Regions from separate parts of the Danio rerio genome. Here region 1 is linked to region 2. A link is a contact called in public Hi-C data. All regions are on one chromosome and are shown on one strand. Each heading gives the region's core, a stretch centred on a gene start, on an enhancer-like site or on the middle of the called end of the contact. The rest is flanking DNA. Distances are from core to core; before and after follow the strand shown.

Evidence for each region. A called contact is a pair of places that touch in the nucleus more often than the background predicts.
Region 1: a Hi-C map of hematopoietic stem cells shows a contact between it and region 2, with 2.0 times the contacts expected there. The contact joins the promoter of znf280d here to the promoter of cgnl1 in region 2. A contact is called at or near these places in 6 of 18 Hi-C or Micro-C datasets (caudal fin, embryo, hematopoietic stem cells and 1 more) and 2 of 4 datasets of contacts at active chromatin or transcription factors (caudal fin and gastrula embryo).

Annotation. Positions count from the first base shown.
Region 1 is chr7:54,314,850-54,319,901 of GRCz12tu, forward strand. It overlaps znf280d (zinc finger protein 280D), which reads left to right and starts at 2,983. Exons shown (of 18, transcript XM_679451.9): 1 at 2,983-3,091.
Region 2 is chr7:54,093,642-54,099,316 of GRCz12tu, forward strand. It overlaps cgnl1 (cingulin-like 1), which reads right to left and starts at 1,604. Exons shown (of 19, transcript XM_003198999.7): 1 at 1,472-1,604.

The DNA.
Region 1 (5,052 bases), core at 1,733-4,232, 220 kb after region 2:
TAACCGAAGCGCAGCGATGACGTTTGAAATCGTGTTCTTCCGCCAGCGCCGTAGACTCGGCTGTTCTTCAGCCGAGCGGATGGATATCATGTGTGGCGAATCATAAAGCCTGACACACAACCTTGCTAGGGGACCACTGGAGCACCTCCTAAAATCAGTTTGGTTTACCTACAAACTCCCTTCACATAAATGTGGGCTTCGTTTAGATCTATGCGTATTTTTAGGAACTGAAAATATCTGAAACATGAATATCTTAGCAGCAGGGGAACAAGTTCAGCAGCTGAAATACACAGGAGCCTTCTGAACTTATCCACACTCTTTCAGAACTATGTCGAATTTGAATAAATTGGTATTTTTGTTCTGTCTAATTTTAAATTGTATAAGAAAGCTTTGGAGCTTTGATCAAAATTTGAACACATTATGTCATTGTCATTAAAATAAATAAAATCCAGCCAACAGTTATCAAATAGCAGTTATGAATATACTGCAGATGAATAACACAGACATCTTGCAAATAGTATTGCAAAATAGCAATGTTTCATTATGCAACCCTTCACCAACTATCTCTTCAGTATGTTGCCAACTACATTAGCTTTATTCATGCATTTATTTTTATTTTTTTTGGCTTAGTCCCTTCATTGATTTAGGGATCGCCACAGCGGAATGAACCGCTAACCCATCCACCATATGTTTAACTCAGCGGATGCCCCTCCAGCCACAACCCAACACTGGGAAACTACATTAGCTTATATTAAATGTAAATTTTCATTAATTATTTGTAATCAAAATGATTTTAATCTCCATTGATTCTTCAATTATTTCTTACTAAAATTTTCGAAATTCAGCCTTCAGGCACATAAACAATGACAAATTGGCATATTTTTATGCTCTATAAGAACATATTTAACAATGTGATTTACCTTTAATAATGTGCATTTTTTCTGTTTATCCGTACTGGTTCATTAAATTTAGCTCATTTTAAGTAATTTTTTTTATTGTTCTCATATAAGTATATTGTTATCTTATTAAAGATACCAAATAAATGTTTCCTTGTTCATGTTTTATTGGTCTGCAATAAATAGTAATAATAATAATTGAAAATATAACACATACACATAGGTTTATTTTCCCAGAGATGGGTTGCAGCTGGAAAAGCATCCGCTGCATAAAACATATGCTGGATAAGTTGGTGGTTCATTTCGCTGTGGCAACCCAAATAAATAAACAAAAGTTTATTTTAAATGTAACTATTATGACTTGCTATTATCATTATTGGTATTACCATTTTCAGCAATGTATAATATAGAATTGAATCTAATATAAATAATATTAAATAATAATATAAAATTTCTACAAATTCTACAAAAAACATGATTTTATATCATACATAATTCTCAGGTAACAAGCTGTTGTATATGTCACTTTTAAGATGCCAGTATGCTCATACTTTAGTGTACCTTTTTTTTTCATTCAACTTTTGTCTATTCCTGGATTCCTGGAAGACTGCAGCTCTGCAGAGTTAAGTTCCAGCCCAGCTTCAACACACTTACCTGTAGGTTTAAACAAGCATAAAGCACACAATTAGTTTGATAAGGTGTGTTTAATGAGGGTTGGAACTAAACTGTGGAGAGCTTCTGTTTATCAGTTTGTTGCATACTGATTTTTATTAACATACTTTCTATTTCATTCATTCATTCATTTTCTTGTCGGTTTAGTCCCTTTATTAATCCGGGGTCGCCACAGCAGAATGAACCATCAACTTATCGAGCAAATCTTTACGCAACCCCTTCCAGCCGCAACCCATCTCTGGGAAACATCCACACACACACACACACACACACACACACACACACACACACACTACAGACAAATTAGGTCGCTGTCTTTGGACTGTGGGGGAAACCGGAGCACCCGGAAGAAACCCATGCAAACTCCACACAAAAATGCCAACTTAGCTGAGGTTCGAACCAGTGACCTTCTTGCTGTGAGGCGACAACACTACCTACTCCGCCACTGCGTCACCTAGACTTTCTTTTTGTGTAGCCTATTTTAGAAGGCCCATAATACTGCTGTATATATGTGCAAAACAAAGATTAAATCACTGTAAGTAAAATAGAAAAATAGAAAATACTTTTATCATAAAATTAAGCAGTATAACAAGCAGCATTTTATACAAGTTCAATGAATAATACAGTGCATGTTTTTTTTAAATAACTTTACAATTAATTAGTATAGCTGTTTATGTGCTCCACTAGCTCACAATTCAATCAAAATAATGATATCCAGGATATTTAGTGACGTTCAAGAGACAGAAATAGAACACCACAGACCAAATGCTATGCAGAACATAGTCTTATGTCACTAAATCAAAATCGCGTACAAATGTACACTACAAGCCATCCTGAAAAAAGTCATAAAAATCATTTCCCAACTTTCTGAATGTAGCTATCATGGTGATGACTTTCATTATTTATAAAGGACATTTATATTCATCACAATACTCATAGTGCCACCTGTTGGTCAAAACAAACAGATTCAATACAAGATTTCTAAATCTTCTACCTGCAAATGTTACATTTATATAAGTGAATTAGCCTAGATATTAACTTGTACATAAGTTCGTTCATCTCTTATATAAACATATTTAGTACTTGTCCATGATATTTTTCTAATGCCATTTTAAAGTTATAAAATGTTTTAGAGTAACATAAAACAGTTTACATAATCTATTACATGTAAATTAGATGTATATATTTTTTAATTGCACCACTATGCATGTATTAATATCTAAAGCTTTACTAACTAAGAGTCCATGATGTAAAGAGCGTATGTTTTGGCCTGGTTCTCATTGTCTGACATGTAATATTGTTTATAATACGTTTCGTTTCTTCTCTGCACATAACTTCATGTTCTGTATTTTAATATTGGTATGTCTAAACTGGGGGGAAAGGGTATTAATTCAGACTCGAAGAGCTTTTTGGTCCCTCAACAAAGCCCCTCGAATTTCCCATGAGCCTCCGCGGTTCATGCTGCTGTAAGCGTGTCTGAATCAACACTGATGTTGTTTGTAAATAATACGAGATTTTAAAAGGTAAGGTCGAATTGTGTAAATCTGTTAATCTGTGATGTTTGTCTATTTGTTTCTATATACAAAGATAATAAGTGTTTCCTTTGCGGTTTCTGCGGTGTGTCGTTTCCTGCAGCGGCTAGCTATTTTTCTTGCTTTTTAGCGCGTTAGCATCCACACAGAGCCGACCAGCTTGCTAATGCTTTCCCAAATAACGCCCTTAGAAGAAAACATGTGTGTAAATGTAACTAATTTCTTAACACCTGTGCTCTTCTTCTTTCTTAATTCTTTGTTGATTTCACGTTTTAAATTGGAGACAATGGTGAGAACCTGAATTAGCATCTTAGCCGGTCTATGTCCGCAGTAACAGTCGATTGTATACTCAAGCCTGCAAGAGATGTATTATAGGTTCCACATCACTATAGCTGGCGTTTTAAACTTAACGTGACTTAGTTTTGCATAACAATATTTTGCATATACATATTAGGCGCAGCTGTTACTGCACTCTCAAACATTAGCATCCCAACAAACACATTTACGTTATAGCGATGTCTGCACAACGTTGTATTTTTTCAAAGACAATTTGCCGCTTACGTGCTTGCTACATTGTCACAACATAGAAATGTAAGAAGTGAGAAGGCTGTAGCAACGTTGTCGTGCGACATTCAGCAACCGCGAGACGGCGTTTTTACTACTTGTATTAATATTTTTGTGGCAGTTTATCAATACTGCCTAGAATACAGGATAAGCAGTAATTCTTTTCCAATATTGCTTAATATTAAATATTGTTCAGTTATTTTTTAATTTAACAACTGCATGTATAAACTTTGAAGTATAAAAATGCCACACAAATGAATATAATCAAACTTTTTATTATATATTTCACAACATTTAATACATACAGTACACATCTAATCTAAGCAAACAGTATAAAATAAAGTTTAGATTTTATTCTCTCTCTCTCTCTCTCTCTCTCTCTCTCTTTATATATATATATATATATATATATATATATATATATATATATATATATAAACACATATATATATATATATATATATATATATATATATATATATATATATATATATATATAAACATATATATATATATATATATATATATATATATATATATACACACACACACACACACACACACACACACACACACATTTAAACAAAAGGGTAAGCAAACAAAAAAAGTAAACAAAAAATCATTAAAATGTAAATAAATAAATATATAAATTAAAATGCTGACACTGGGGAAGGATGGAGAATACAGCAGACCGGGGGGTGCAGCTGAAGCCAGGCGTAGTTGTTGGTATGGAGAAAGCAGTCAGAGGAAGAAACGAATCCAACAGAGAATCCAGCTTCAGAGATCCACAGCAGACACAAGTCAAAATAGGCAGTGAACAAGAGAGGACAGATGACAGATCAGAGCTTGACACAACAGGACTACACTGGAAATGACTACTGACTAGCAAGTTTATATTGAAGCTTCAGACATTTATTGTAATTTTATTATATATGAAATCTCCAGTGAGTAATTATGGAGCCTACTTCATTTAAATTTTTTAATAATATATCATATACTAAAATGACATACAAATAAATAAATTTAGAGATACAGGGAAAACAGGTTTGAGTTAACAGAAGTCAGAGTTAGTCTCCGAATACTTACTTACATTATGAGAAGAGAAAGAAGAGGTCCTGTAGTTGTGGCGTTGCTCGCTGTAAAATGGAATGTTAAACTTAGTGTCATTTCAATAACAGCTGTACAAAATAACAAAGTACTTTTTCATAAGCATGGTCTATTTTCCACATTATGGACATACTGTGTTTTAGATAACATAACTGCATTTAATATGATAGTAAATATAGTAGAGTGGTATACTCTTTACATCATCTAATTCTTCTTTCCATAGATCAGGAATTACAGCAACACAGTTCTGAGGTGAATTCAACAACTGAAAACATTCTGAA
Region 2 (5,675 bases), core at 354-2,853:
AGTCATATTGATGTCTTTTGTTGCAATGCCAAATGGCATGATCGTGGTATGCAATGTATTACTGTGCATGCAACCTGTGAGATCCTCAAGGGCTTAACAATAAGGAAAACAAAGAGGAATCGGTTCGTTTTCAATGGGCAAGTAAAGAATCTCCTCAATGAAGAATGAAGGTGACACTAAGGAAAGCATACGATTGGAAGACTGGACTTAAGGCCAAATAGGACAAAAACACAAAATGAACACCCTAATAAAGCAAGAATCTAAAGGAAAAATCTTTCTCATTGGATCTCAAGAGAGCAAAAAGAAAACTCAAACTTTCCAGCCCCACAAAGGGGGATGAGAAAGAACAATACGAGCAAGTTAAAAAGCGGCAAGCCCCTTTATCCACAAGGAACAGAGCTTTGGTGCAGAAAAAGGGATATGACACAATAGCCTTATTCAGTCCCTGTATCACATGTACTATGTGCAGAGGGACTCAATGGTGTTAATGTAGCTCCCTTCCTCTCATTGTGCCAACTGGAAACATGTAGCTCTGACGGGGAAGTAAACACGGGCTGTGCAAACTCTTGCAGCATGGCCTCCACCTGCATTCTTACTTTTCCAAGGAGTTTCCTGGTACAATTGTAGTACTCTGACTATCTACATGTAAACTCTATCTAATTAATTAACTCTAACTAATCCAGACTAAAAACTAGGTTAGAACTCCAATAATAATAATAATTAAACGAAGAAAAAACAGAAAGGTTTACTGATAATTATTCTCAAGATGACACAGTAAACACTATAACTGTAAGTAGGGATAACATGAGTAACTACAGTGAACTTTACTCTTTTTCAACAGAATTAAGTCATATTATGGTTTTCTGCACAGTATGGTAAATCTGATCATACTGCATGATTTAGTTTGGGAATCATACATTCAATTGAACTAAAATTTTCATTTTTTTTATGCAAAATAACTGATGTTTACCCTTACATATATATTTTTAGCTAGCAAAATTGTAGTAATTATATTTTTGGCATACGTACTTAAACTTGTATATCTCTACTACTGTTGTAAAACTATAGATTGTGTTGCAAAACCATGGTAAGAGTTACCATTATGAACCATAGTGGCCACAAATTTACTATGATTTTGCAGTACCATAGTTTTACCATGGTAATTTTAGTAAAACTTTGGTTAAACAAATGTAAGTCAATACGCCAAAAACAAGCATGGTTACAACACAAAAAACAAGGCTAAATTTCACACAAACACTGACTGTACCTAAAGATGCGTCAGGCTCTACAAGAGCAGTTTTAATACCCTGCATTTACCATACTGTACATGGAAATACTCGAGTGTGTACTCATTAAAGTTTTGGTAACTTTCTCAGTGTTTTTTAAACTTCAGCGCACAGAACTTACTACCAAACTGCTCCAAGACTAGCGGAGATTCCCACTTTTTGGAAATAAAAAACGCAGCTCTTACCGCTGTTTGTCGTTTATCCTCCAATATGCGTTTGTTTGTTGGTCAAGCTCTGTAAACAGCTGTGACACTAAGCGAAAGCTCCATCTCCTCTCACTTGCTCAAAGTCACTTGTTGCACGTCTTGTTTTCAGACTAGTTTTGCTTCAAGCACACGGGCTGTTGAGAAGCGTCAAGCCCCGCCCACACCAAATCTTCGCCCCGCCCACCCACTCAGCCTGATTCGCGATCAGCTGATCCGCTCTACATGACGGCCGATCAGAGCTGATTTCGCATTTCACCTGATCTCAAGACACAAAGCGCAGAAACTGGGTGTAGGCCCTACAAGCCCTTGTGCTTTGGGTATCGGTGAAATCAAGGGTTTTCATGTGACAGGAGATTTCATGTGATTTGAATGAATTTTTCTTAGTGTTGTCCAGACTGGAAAAACATGTATCTTTGCTTGGTTGTTTGTTTTGGTTGTTTTGTTTTCCAGGGTTAAGCATTAGCCCTAAGTCTAACAAGTGTTTAGAATGCAAACTAAATCTATCGAAACAGATAGAAACAGATTTTCTTTGTAAAATGTGAAGCCGTGTACTGCTGTACATTTCTTTACTCTGGTAAACTGTCTTACCTGGCTAAACTGCCACATCAAAATAAAAATACGATTAAAATAAAATAAAAAGTTTCAGTTTACTTTTCGGATATATATAAAAAGAATTGTTAGCTTTAATATACCTCAATATTGTCAGTACATGTAAGACATATAGGCAACAAGTTCACTATTGGAACAGTTTAACAGCATTATACAGGCTAAAATGATGCTGAGAGCTCTTTAGACTGACAGCGCCATCTAGTGAGAAAACAACCGCCGACAGAATATTTGCATAATGCAAATTACTCACTGACTCTCACAGAAATGTGAACACAAATTTAACACACTGTGTCTTTAATCTTTATTTAGTATATATATATATATATATATATATATATATATATATATATATATATATATATATATATATATATATATATATATATATATATATATATATATATATATATATATATATATATATATGTATGTATAATACAAAAGAAAAAAGTGAATTTTCAACAAATGTTGTAGCTACTTGCAATAAATAAGCAACTAATATGAAAAGCCTGCTGTCTGAATGTGTGCAGCTTCAGCATAGGTATGATCAGTGCATAATTGACCTTCCACTGTAAAGCTCGCAAATTATCTGTTGATGACAGTTTAAGAAGCTGTGAGTTTTTCCTTTAGTGAGTGAAAACAGTTAACCTTAGTTTCATCCTACTTAACATGAGAAAAAAGTATGGGTCACTTTGAGGAGCATTGCAGCTATAGTGAAAACTACAGGACAATCGCTAAAGCAACTATGTTTGCTTTTTATATGTGAATACATTTTACAGTTTTCACAGTGGCTTTGGTGCATTTCTCACAACACTATTTACATTTGCACAACAGTTAATGCATTTCTCAAAACAATTAGTCATTTGTGCGCATCATATATAGCAAATCATTTGTAGCACTTTCTCATTCCTTCCAACAAATTGCAAATGCTTTGGACATGCATCAATTGCTTTCACACAACTCTCTGCTGTTGTATAACATTATCATCTGCTTATGTCATGTCAGTCAAAATGAACTAAACTTGTGAATGCTGAATAGTCATTCCATATAAAACTAATAGTCCTATTTAACGACTTAAGTCATTATATACACAAATGTTGAACTAGTTGTCAAATGTAAATTTTACAAAAATGTTTAAATCTATTTTTTTCCTGAAAATGTCTTTTAAAATGAACAAGTTCATAAATGATTTACAAATCTGTCTATATTGTAGGTTCGGTTCCAATATGTGCTGCAATATTGTTTACAGTTGTGCACAGCTCTACCCAAAGGAAGTTTATGTTTGTTGTAAATAGGGGTGTGTTTATTCTTTTGCACAATGCTGTGAATAAATTAGAATTGCAAAAAGCAAATGCAGCAAAAATGTGAAACACATATTCAGTGTCTTGTACTCAGTTACCTCACTAAATGCAGTGATGTCTAACTTTGCTGTAGTTTTCAAATGGCTGTGTAAATAGTATATAGTGCGTCTTGAGCATTTTCAGGAAGTGTTACTAAAATTTGACTTTTTTGCACTGGAAAAAGTAAACTGTCATAATGAAAACATGACAAAGCCATTTGACTATCTTGTTCATAATCAATGGTGTCAGGACTTTTCATCTTGATGACACTGACACTTTCATTGACATCAATACTTGCTTTTGAGGAATGAACTATCCATTTTGAGCAAGTGACGCGCTTTTGCAGGTTATCAACTAGGTTTGGCAGTTTGTTCTAAGAAATGCATCAACTGTTGTGCAAATGTAAATAGTATTGTGAGAAATGCACCAAAGCCACTGAGAAAACTGTTATAAAATATTTTATTTTAATTTTAATAAAAAAATTGAAAGAAAGAAAGAACATTTAATCAATGTAATTAAATTGATTGGTTAATGTAATTAGCACAGTCTGTTTGTATGTTTATAGTGCTCAGCATAATTGAGTACAGCCTATTTTGAAAATGAATATTTTAATCCATTTCTCAGTGAATATGTGTGATGTACTTGGATGCATTTAAACCAGACAGATTCATTAAACAGATATGTTTATTAAAATAATATTTTAGTCACCAAGTATATTTAAAATATAAAAGATAATACAATTAAATTCAAGCAAATATTGCAAAAAAAATTAAAACCTACCAAATTCCAACAAATTTTGTCGATTTGTTTTAGCTTTTCTTGTTTTTTTCCTCTTTTTTTAAAAATGTTTATATTTAATACAATAGTTTTTATAACATTATAGTTTTTATAACATATAAATTTGGCAGTACTAGTTTTTTGGATCGTTATCGTAAGCTAATTTGTTAGAGATTCAGATTTGGCTTCAGTACTGACTAATCTAATGCATGCACAAATATTGAATAGCTTCCTATTAAAAATATGTATTTACAAGAGAGATTTGTGAAAGGGGGTGGAAGGCAGCGAGCACGATGACACAGTGGGTAGCACGATCACCTCATAGCAAAAGGGTGGCTGGTTCGAGCCTTGGCTGGGTCAGTTGGCATATCTGTGTGAAGCTAGCATGTTCTCCCTGTGTTGGCGTGGGTTTCCTCCAAATGCTCCAGTTTCCTGGATTCCAAAGACATGTGGTATGAGAAAAATTGGGTAGGCTAAATTGTCCGTATATGTGTATGAAAGGGAGTGTATGGGTGTTTCCCAGTGATGGGTTGCAGCTGGAAGGGCATCCGCTACATAAAACATATGCTGGATAAGTTGGCGGTTCATTCTGCTGTGGAGACCCCAGATTAATAAAGGGACTAAGCCAAAAAAAAAGAATGAATAAAAACATGCTGAACACTCTACACTGTTAACATTTTTTTTTTGTAAATTATACAGTATTTAACTGTATTATGAACTGTATTTTATCGTAAAGCATTTATGCACTATGTCAGTGTATTTTTAAGTTACATTGTTAAAATACTGAAATTTTGCTGTAAATGTAAATGTGATTTATAGCACAGTACTGGTGAACTGCTGCCAGTAAGTTACTGTAGATTCTGCAAGAAAGTTTTGGAAATGTGTTGAAAAAAGTATTTTGGAATATATATATATATATATATATATATATATATATATATATATATATATATATATATATATATATATATATATATATATATATATATATATATATTTATTTATTTATTTATTTATTTATTTATTTATTATTGTATTATTATTATTTATTTATTTTTTCACAGTTGATCTAATAATTTTGCCCTCCTAATCTAGAAAGGGCCCTTTAATGTAAGAGGGCCCTCGGCAAAACTTTGTTGAGCCAAAATTACTCCTTTGTATAGGTGCTCTATATTTGATAAAATAGTTAATATGCAGATGTGTTCCGGATGTGCAGCAGGGAGCGCTGTCTGTCCCCGTTTGAGGAGCCGCAGGTCCTGATATGAACACAGATCGAGTGACTTCAAGTTAACACGTTAGTAAGATGATGTTATACTGACTTTTAAACACAAAAATAATTTAGATTATTAGCTGCAGTTATGCAGCTCTCAGCTTATGAAAAAAAAATTTAAATCGCGTATTTAAACACAAAAACGTGCATCATATAAACGGCACTAGTTTGTGTGTGTTTGTACAGA